2 separate regions of the Oryctolagus cuniculus genome follow, and region 1 is linked to region 2. Evidence: chromatin contacts called from public Micro-C data. All regions are on one chromosome and are shown on one strand. Each heading gives the region's core, a stretch centred on a gene start, on an enhancer-like site or on the middle of the called end of the contact. The rest is flanking DNA. Distances are from core to core; before and after follow the strand shown.

Region 1 (4,960 bases), core at 892-3,391, 620 kb before region 2:
AATGACTTAGTAACATATTAATGTCCCTGAATATTCCAACAAACTACAGTCTGGGCAGATGCGGCCAGTTCATTAAAGCGAGCTCTGGAGGGCGGCCTTCGGTACAGAAATTACAACACCTCTTGGAACACCTGCGTCACTTACCAGAGTGCCGGGGCTCAAGCCCAAGCTACGTTCCCCATTCCGGCTTCCTGCTAACACACACCATGGGAGGCAACAGGTGAGGAACCAGGTCCTTGTCACTCACCTAACTAGGTCCATGGCAGACCTGGACTGGGGTCCTCGTTCCAGGCTTTGGCCTGGCCCAACCCTAGCTCCTGGGGACATGTGGGGAATGAACCAGCAGATGAGAGCTCAGTTTGTCTCTATCTCATAAATAAACAGATAAAATAATAAAGTGAGCTCTGGAAGACAAGATTCGGGAAAAATGTGGGCAGGGCAGGTCATAGAAAGATAAGAATGTCTGATTACAGAATAAGGATTCAGAAATTAAGAAACCATAGAAGGCGAGATAATGAGAGGACACTTCAGAAAAGCTCACGCTGGTCGACCACCGAGCTGTTCTAAGGGGAGCCGGGGGTTAGAGGGTAAACGTAACAAACGCTTGCTCTGGAAGGGGCTGTGTGAGGGCAGTATGCAGAAGGCAGTGACTGGGCAACAGCTCCACTCGTCCCACTGTCAGCTGCTCCCTCGGCCCTTACACTTCCTTACAGCAAAAGAAAGCCAAACACCTTCCAAACTCAGCTGCTGGAGACCAATCCCAGGGCCTTAACATTCAGCTTCGAGTAGCACTTAAGATTTACCTTCATAGCAAAACTAGACGGCATCATATTTTTTGGCCACTCAAATTCTGTTGTGTGAATTCGTATGCCAGATTCAAGGAGGAGTGTAGCTTTAAAGTCTGGCCTGCAGAAGAAAAAAATATTTCTTTTAGGGCATATTACCAACGGTACCTCTGGGAGAAGACACACAGTACAGGTTTAAAAAACACACACACACACACAATCATCTCATATTTAATTACCAAAATCAAAAGTACATAAAGCGTTCTTACTTTTGAAGACGGATAAGGTAAGTCTTATTATCCACATCATAAACATTGTTTACTCTCATTCCTAGCAAGCTGAAAAGACAAGGAAAACATGTAACAAATCATACTCCAGTTTGAAACAAAAAATTACAATTAAAGGTACGAAAAAAGGAACTTCCGCTCTAAGGATCTGGGGTCAACCATTCGAGAACAGAGTGGCTATCAGCCAGACATCTCTGCAACGACTCGACACTCTTGGGGGCGGGTGGAGGACAACTCATTAACGTCTAATCCAATGATGTGTTGCAAAGACGAATAAAAATAAACGCGCCCCCTGCAAGCCTGACAAAGCTCGCACAGCTGCAGAGGGGCGAGCCTGCAATCCAGGTCTCAGTTCAGATCTGCAAAACCCAGCTAACACCCGGCTAGCGGGACGGCGCCCCCGCTCTCGGCGGGGTGCCGAAGACATCTGGCCTCTGCTCTCTCCAAGCTCCGCGGCCAGAGGCCACTCCGGCGTCTCGCGGTCTCCCACACGTCTGCCCCAGCCCGGCCAGTGGAGACGCCGCGCCAGCCACGCACCAGGGCTGCGGGAGCGACAGGTGGCCCCTGGCGGGCCACCGCAAAGACGCCCTGCACTCGCCCAGCCCGGCCTAGCCAGGTCCAGGGAAAAACACCACCAGGAGAGAGCCAACAGCAGGCTGGTCTCGCTCCCACCACGGGGCCCCGGCCTGGCCTCCTGCGCTGCCCGCGAGAGCCGCGGTCCCCTGCGAGACCGTACCTCGCATTCAGCTCCGCGAGTACCGCGCAGAGGTCAATGGTGCTAAACCGGGTCTTCATGGCGAGGTCCGAAGGTAGCCACCGCAGTTCTCGCCGCCGACTGCCCGACTGGACGCCGCGACGCTTCCGCGCAGGCGCACTTGGCGGTCATCTACGGCCGCCCGGAGGATCCAATATTCCTTGAAGCGAACGTCTTTGCGTCAGCAGCCTGAAGAAGGCTGTCAAGATGCCTTCAGACTTCCTTTCTGTGGTACCGAAAACAATTCAGAGTAGGTCCAAAATGTTTTCTCGGATCTGCAGTGCTGTCCTGACCGCGTACGGACGGAACCAGATAGCTTCCCGCCCCGCAGGCGGGGACTCGCGCCGGCCCCCACAGTGACCCCTACTGGTCGTCGCCATTTTCGCGGCGGAGGCAGGCGGCCGGGCTCCGGCACCGAGAACCACCACCCGGTTCGGCCCGGGTGCTGGGACTTGTGGCATTTTTAAAAGTAACGAAGCGGAACTCTTGGGTTCGTCCTGTGACGACCCTTAACGATTAGGAGGAACCTTCGGAAAGGACGTCCTACTTCATAGGGGCGGTGTAGGGTTGCTGGACACTCGGCGTGGTGCTGGGTATACAGCTGGCGCCCCATGAACGCAACCTGAAATAGTCAAGTGCTTTCGCTAGAGAGCAGTGAAGTAAAATAAGACAAGATTTCCGGGAGGGTGTGGGGTGTGGAGGAAGAGTTTAAAAGGGGGTGGGGGGCTTGTTGTGTCAGGATAGGTGCGTGGTCGCAAAAGCCGACTTTAAAGGGTGAGGACGCAAAAGAGACAGGGTCTCGCTATGTTGCCCAGGCTGGAGTGCAGTGGCTATTCACAGGCGCGATCCCACTACTGATCAGCACGGGAGTTTTGACCTGCTCCGTTTCCGACCTGGGCCGGTTCACCCCTCCTTAGGCAACCTGGTGGTCCCCCGCTCCCGGGAGGTCACCATATTGATGCCGAACTTAGTGCGGACACCCGATCGGCATAGCGCACGACAGCCCAGAACTCCTGGACTCAAGCGATCCTCCGGCCTCAGCCTCCCGAGTAGCTGGGACTACAGGCGCGCGCCACCGCGCCCGGCGGCTGCCGAGGCTGCAGGCGGCGGGCTTGAGTGTGGCTGCAACGCGACTTCCCGCCAGCAGGGGGCGGTGCGAAGCAGAAAGCGGGCGGCGGGCTGGAAAGAAGTCAGGGAATCGCCAGGTGCCCAGCGGTGCAGAGTCGCCGGCCGTGCAGAACAGCGGCAGATATAGAAGGAAAGACTGGGAGTCAAGGTGACCCTGGTCCAAACCAATCGCGTGAGGTCTAACTGCACAACTAAGCTCACCCCTAAGGCATGTCCAACAAAGCGGTTATTTTTGCATAGGAACAGCCCGTGTAAAGGCTCCGCACTGAAACACGTTTTTGAAAAAGTTGGGCTCTTTGATGGCACAACTCCCACCTTGCAGCGCTACAAAGATATGAGAGGAACAGGATACCAATTTAAGTTTGCAGCAGGACAGTTAGCCCGTCCACTAATTAATACTTTGTTTCTACTTTGGGGAGAAAGAAGGGGCATCCAAAGGTATATTCAAGAACATCCCTAAGAGGAGTAAAGATACAAAGGGCTTCAAAAAGTACAGGGACAAAATGAAATGTTAAAAGGAATTTTTTGGTGCAAAAAAATAACCCTTGAAATCCATGTGTAGTTTTTTCTTAACGCTCATTTTTCATGAGCTTTTCTTCATATGCATGGATTTCAGAACACTTTGTGCCAAATAAACATCTTTTAATTCAGTTTTCCATGAGCTTTTTAGAAATACCCCATAAGTGTAAAGATTACAAGGGAACTTTAATTACTACTGGATTCTATCATTTTTAAGAATATCATATATCTATTTTGAGAAAATTCTGAACCAAAGATACTTGAAAACTGTGGAAAAAAGAAGAGGTAACAGGAGAAAGGGAAATTGTTTGATTTTCAAAAGGAAGATATGAAAGCAAATACCTGAAACTGTAAGCAAGTGTGCTGACCTTCGACCCGACCAAAAACTTTCAGTGGATTATTAATGGGTGACTTAGGGCACCCATGGCTGTTTCTCAACCTTTAATATGCAGTAAAACATTCCTGGGAGAGCATTTGGCCTTGTGGATAAAATGCCAGGTAAGACCCCCGAGATCGGTCCCGGCTCTGTCTCCTGACTTCAGCTTCCCACCAATGCAGACATTTCCAGGCAGCCCTGGGGATCCGTGCTGGATCCCTGCCACCCACTGGGAGACCTAGATTCAGCTCCCAGCTCCCAGCCTAGCCCAGCTGTTCTGGGCATTTGTGGAGTGAACCAGCCGACAGGAGATCTCTCTTCTCTCCCCTTCTCAAACAATTTTTAGGAAAAATTCCTGGGTATCACACCAAAAGATTCTAATTTCTTAGTTAGCTTGGTTCAAGGTGTCTGCCCGGATGAAATGGGTCTTCCATGAAGACTGTGAGAAACAAAGTTGTGAGGAGAGCGCCACATCCTTGAAGAACAAGAGCTCTGCGGTTGGCTTCTCCAAGGCCAGGACTCCAGAGGTGCCTGCTGCCCCTGAATTGGGAATCCTAAATGCTATGAGTCATTAGATCCCGAAGCAGCAGGGGCTGGTAGTCCACAGCCAAGGGCAAGCTGTGTGTGGAAGGCACCATGAAAACAGCAATCCGAATCCAGGAGGCCTGTGGCTTTGGCTTTGCCTGCTTGGTCCTAGTGCTCACCAAGAGAAACAGACGGGAAACCTGGTAAATGCTTACTTAGGCTCTGCAAGCGGGAGCATTCTAGATCAGTTGAACAAAAGCTCTTATCACAGGAATCACGAGAACAGAGGCATAGATAGCCCCTCAACCAATTTCCAGAGCTGAGCCAGTTTAAAGACCCAGAAACCCTTGTGTGAAGAGGAGGCAGGGTCCCCTTGAGGAAGGACCCTGGTACACCACCAGAAAAGTATCCTGTTCACCTTCCTCCTAGCCTACCCCAATCAGACCTGCCCTTCCACAGAGACGATGATACAGTAAGAAGACGAAACAAGCAGAGGTCAGAGTATACTGCTCACTGGCTCCGGACTGGCACTAATTCCAGGACTGTGGTCCACCAGTCAGAGCAAGGGCTTACAATCAGGTAATCA
Region 2 (5,173 bases), core at 2,317-4,816:
GCCACCCATACTGGGAGATCTGGATCGGATTCTTGGCTCCTGGCTGTGGCTGGCCTAGGCCCTGCCATTGTGGGCATTCAGGAAGTGAACCAGCAGATAGGAACCTCCTCTTAAATTTCAAGTGCTAACTTAGTGTTGTGATATCTAAAGCAAAGGCTCAGAGAATTAGCTGACATAATCACTGATAATTATTCATTCATTCATCAAATTTTGAGAAAGCACTTACTCTGTGCCTGCTATAATTCTAGGTACTATCAGAGACCTGTGAACAAAACAGATAAAAAATGCCTGCCCTCACGAAGCATTTTAGTGGACTGAAATAAATAAGAAGAAATTGAGTAAAACATTGTTAGACGATGATAACTACAAAGAAAAAATGAGTAAGAAAAAATGAAGAGGATGCAAAATAAGAAGGAAAGGAGTGAGCCGTGTAGTTGTCTGGGAAGACACTTTTTCTTTTCTTTTCTTTTTTTTTTTTTAAGTTTTATTCACTTATTTGAAAAGCAGAATTACAGAGATGCAGAGGCAGAGGCATAGAGAGGTCTTCCATCTGCTGGTTCACTCCCCCAGAAGGCTACAACGGCTGGAGCTGCACCAATCCAAAGCCAGGAGCTTCTTCCAGGTCTCCTACAAGGGTGCAAGGGCCCAAAGACTTGGGCCATCCTCACTGCTTTCCCAAGCCGTAGCAGGGAGCAGGATCGGAAGTGGAGCAGCCAGGACTCGAACTGGCGCCCACATGGGATGCCGGCACTGCAGGCGGCTGCTTTACCTGGTATGCCACAGCACCAGCCCCAAGGGAAGACACTTTTTCAATAGAGGAAATATCAGGAACAAAGGCCCCAAGATGGGAAGCTGCTTATTGTATTTAAGGAAAAGCAAGCAGGCCAGTGGGTTAGAGCAGAATGAGGGCAGGGAGGAGCAGAGAAGGGAGAGGTGGAGGGAAGGCCCTTCAGGTAAGGCTTTCATGGACAGGCAGGACCGCAACAGGTCGAAATGGGAGGGACTGATTCTGGGTAACTAGAACAAAAGAAAGCAAAGGACGAGGAGACACGGTTGTCTTAAGGATATTTACAAATCCAAGACTGGCCTAGAATGCAGTAAGTATACTCTAAGTGAGAGCACAAATGTGAGGGTAGGGGACTATATATATGTTGGGGTGATGTTGTGAAGGTGGGGTGTAACAAATTAAGTCTCTGACTGTTCAGGAGCCCCACAGAGAGACAGAGGGCAGGGAAGCATCAGGATAAGAGGCAGGCATTAACTGCCTCTTCAATACAACCTGTGCTTTCCCTGGTAAGAATAAAACTCTGTTCCAGATAAATTGCTTTAGTTGCTCTATCTATAAAGAAAAAAGGTGGTGGTCTTGATCTCTGCAGGGAAAAAGAGTCCTTAAATTTTCTAGTAGTAGGGAGAAAACCATTACTGGAATTGAGACTGCTGTATAACATAATCTAAGCCAGTCTAATGCATGTCGAAACATAAGACAAAGATGACTAAAAAATGGGACTGAGAAGGCAAACAGGAATTTCAGTTTTTAAAGGAACATTCCACAAGCTGAGTAACACATGGATAAACTAGGAATTTAATCAGATCTAGTTTTACATAGAAAGAGAATTCTGTTGGCTACCCATTTTGCATTCAAAGGTGTTCACAGGGAGAGAGCTGGGACTCTGCAGACAAATCAGCAACTTAGCAAGTGGAAGGGTGCTTAGCACAGATAACTCAAATGCCCATTGTTCACATTAAAAAATCTTCCACTGCAGTTCATCTCAGAGAATTAAACAGTGCCAGAGCTATCATAACCACCTTGAATCGTTACTATTAACAAAGAGGAAATTAAACAAAAGCAAGTAAATAGGAAAAGGGGATGTTTCCTGTCTTATTGCCACCTGTGCAAAACAAGCGACCCCCCCCCCAGAGGCATCTACCAGTTAATTACCCACACGATACAGTCATTTCAACTATGTGCAGGCCTGTGGTTTGAAAGAATGGTGTACATACTCTTAAACTATGACCAAATCCAATAAACCAAGAAGCTGTTGCAAAAAGTAGAGGAACTTCCCTTAATACTCATGAGTTACATTAATGCTTCCTTTTTGGAACAGAGAACAAAAAGCCTAAGGCAATCTCCAACAATCTCTTTCCTCTGGATTCTTCAGGAACATAGTGTACTTGGGCAACTGGTTTGCTTTTCTACCACGTTTTTTAAATCCTAAATTAAGAGGAATTCGTTCTCATCATTTGTTTTAAATTAACAGAAAGCGCACTGGCTGGAGAGTGCACGCACACGCGTGAACACAGACACACACACAAACACAACCTGTAGATCTTATCCACTTGTGGTTATGGGATGTTATAAACCCCAAACAGAGAAAGTGCTAATGCAGGAAAAAACCCAGCAAGTTAATGGTAGGTTTTGAATCACCAACCAGACACAAACCATCAAACTTATGCCAGGAAAGCTTATCTTTTCTGCATGGAGTAATGTTTGTAAACACATCATTTTCACCCAACACTTGACTGCTTACAGCTAGAATTAAGAAACAGGTTTCACAGGACCATTAACAACAACAACAACAAAAAAACTTATATTGGCCAAGCTCATCCATTAATTTTTTTTTTGTAATGCCTGAACGTCAATATTCTCTGCTACTGTCTTCCAGGTTTTCCACACTGACACTAGAATATTCTACCGGACAACTCCATAGCTGATTCAAAGTCGCTTCAAAACCAGAAATAAACTTTTGAAAGTCTTTACACCACAAAAAAGGTTAAGAGTGGTTTGCGACGATGTGGTTAGCTCTGCTTGCTGGCGGCGCCGAGAACCAGCAAGGGATTCGAGGGTGCTCCGAACGCAGGGAGAGGGACCCTGGCCGCTTCCTCTCCAAGATGCAACAATAAGAGCATCCTCCCCCCGGCCGGAAAGCGGCCGGAGCCCGGCGGCCGCGGCCCGGCCTGCCTCACCTTATAGACGTCCCCGTACGTGCCGCTGCCGACTCTCTGGACGAGCTCGTAGTCCTGCTGCGGGTTTCGCCTCAGGATGTCCGCGGCAGGCCGCAGCGGGGCCTCCATCTTCGCTCCGGGCCCGGCTCCCGCCGGCTCTGCCCGCGGCGCGCCCCGATTCCCGCTAACGAGGGCGAGCGCCGCCGCTTCCCAACATGGAGCCTCCGCCCGCAGCTCCGCCTGCACGAGGGACGCGCGAAGGCGGGTCAGCGTCGCCGGCTGCGACCCCCACGCGGCCCCGCGCCCCCGTGGTCCAGCCCCTTTCCTTCCGTCCCGCCCGGGGCCCTGAGGAAGCGAGCCTGGAAGGGCTCCCGGCGCCTCGCGGCCCCGTTCGGGCCACAGCCCTTCCCCCACTCCCCGGCCGCCGGCGAACTGCCCGGCCCGGCCTCCCCCGCCCGCCGGAGCCCGGGGCCGGCTGGGTACCTGAGGGGGGCGGCCCCACTCTTTGTTGAGCGCCGAGCCGGGGTGCCCACTCCCTCAACGGCGCCCGCGTCCTGCTCCCCGGCCCCGGCGGCCGCTCCGGGTCTCTCGCCGCAGCCGTCGCCGCCCGCCCGCCCGCTCGCCCGCCCGCCCGCTCGCCCGCACCGCGCGCCCTCTCGGAGGCGGCCGAGGCGCGTACAGTCGCCGCCGCCGCCGCCGCCGCACCACGTTCCCCACCCGGGGCTGCGTCACCGGGAGACACGTTCCCGGCCAGCGTGGGTCGGCGCCCAGCGGCCCGCCCGAGCGCGCCGGCCGCGGGACCAGAGTGCCGCCCTGAGGCCGGCGGAGGACACGACACCCTCCCGGCCGCGCCGCCGCGCCCCCCTAGCCCGGCGCGTCCTTCCAGGGCCTAGCTCGCTCGCTCCTGCCGCCGGAGACCCGCACAGCACGGCACTCGGGGGCCGACGGGCCTCCGTTAAACCGTCCCCAGAATCGTCAGGTAAACCTGGGCGGTGACGGGTGCAGGGAGAAGGGTGGGCACGAGAGAGAGGGGGCAGGCAGCCCTCCACGTTCAACCCGGAAAAGGTACGTTGAGGGCACCGGGCCAGGGGTAACCTGGCGGTGGGGCGCCGGGGAGGGCCGAGTTAGCCGAGCCGCGGCACGCCCTACTGCACCTTCCTGTTTTGCAAAGCATTCCCAGTGGTGCCAGTTTGAGGTTGCACCGCACACCTGCACAACCTGTCTGGTGCTGAGCTTTTCTGAGCCGTTGCTAAAAGCCTGCCGCCCCAGGAGGCTGCGCCCGGCCCCCGTCACCCTTTTGGGCACAGCCCTGGGTTGTCGCATATCTCGTGGCTGCAGGAGTTCTGCAGGGGGGTGGGGGAGAGGGCTCCGACCAAGTCAGGGTCCACAGAGCCTGGTTCTGGTTCTCCCGCTTGGATGCCATCTGGGACAGGAGTTGGTGTTTGGCAACATCTGCAGTTTTGAAGAGGATAAGGTGTTTTCCATCTGACACCCTAGAAAGTGTTGGTACAGCACTTCGCAACGTCGTGAAGAGGGTTATCAACTGTGAGAGGTTAAAACTACTTGGCAGCGCGCAGAACATGGAATAGGCAGCCAGGGACGTCATTGGGCCGGTGTTTTCTCACAAGTTGTTTTTTGCAGTTTCGGTTCCAGTCTGGCTTGGGAGATAGAGATTCAGTTGCCAGCTTTCTGTATGCTGCAGAAGTTATTCCGTGAACCCAGCAGAGGTTTATAACAGAAGAGCCAGATAACAGGCAGCGCTCTTAGTGACCGGAAAATCGCCAAAGAGTAATTGCAGATGTTGGCACGTGGCGTTTAGCACCCACCTCAACCCTGTTCCTGGGAAGTAGGTGCCTGATTGTTGGTCGTTGAAACCAGTTGTATGATGTAGAAAGTAAATCAAGGCTTCTACAGGACAGGGGATACATGGATTTTCTTGGGCTTTGCACACAAAGGCAGTTATTTAGGGCACATAAGTAAGCCCAGACATAACATGCTCCATGGACAAAGCCCGTGTGTTTGCTGCATTGAAAAAATCGTTGAAGAACAGTTCTTTCTTTCAGAGCTTCTTGGCACTCGTTTTGGTGGGCACATATTCTGACTTCGATGACTCAAAAATCTCTTCAAATGTTCTGTTGGTGTCTTAGTACTTGTTTACTGTCATTGACTTCTTTTTTAAAAGAAAATCTGGCCTGATACGTTGATTCTTTCTCTAGTAAGAAATTCGTTT

Evidence for each region. Hi-C and Micro-C count contacts between places; a contact is called where the count stands out from the background.
Region 1: a Micro-C map of ear pinna shows a contact between it and region 2, with 10 times the contacts expected there. The contact joins the promoter of NEMF here to the promoter of MAP4K5 in region 2. A contact is called at or near these places in 4 of 6 Hi-C or Micro-C datasets (ear pinna, embryonic fibroblasts, skin fibroblasts and 1 more).

Annotation. Positions count from the first base shown.
Region 1 is chr12:26,229,942-26,234,901 of mOryCun1.1, reverse strand. It overlaps NEMF (nuclear export mediator factor), which reads right to left and starts at 2,141. Exons shown (of 33, transcript XM_070053688.1): 1 at 1,809-2,141; 2 at 1,055-1,123; 3 at 804-906. The coding sequence starts at 1,867. It also overlaps RN7SL1.
Region 2 is chr12:25,610,052-25,615,224 of mOryCun1.1, reverse strand. It overlaps MAP4K5 (mitogen-activated protein kinase kinase kinase kinase 5), which reads right to left and starts at 3,566. Exons shown (of 32, transcript XM_051822833.2): 1 at 3,427-3,566; 2 at 2,965-3,183. The coding sequence starts at 3,072. ATL1 (atlastin GTPase 1) reads left to right here and starts at 3,808. Exons shown (of 15, transcript XM_017348282.3): 1 at 3,808-3,922.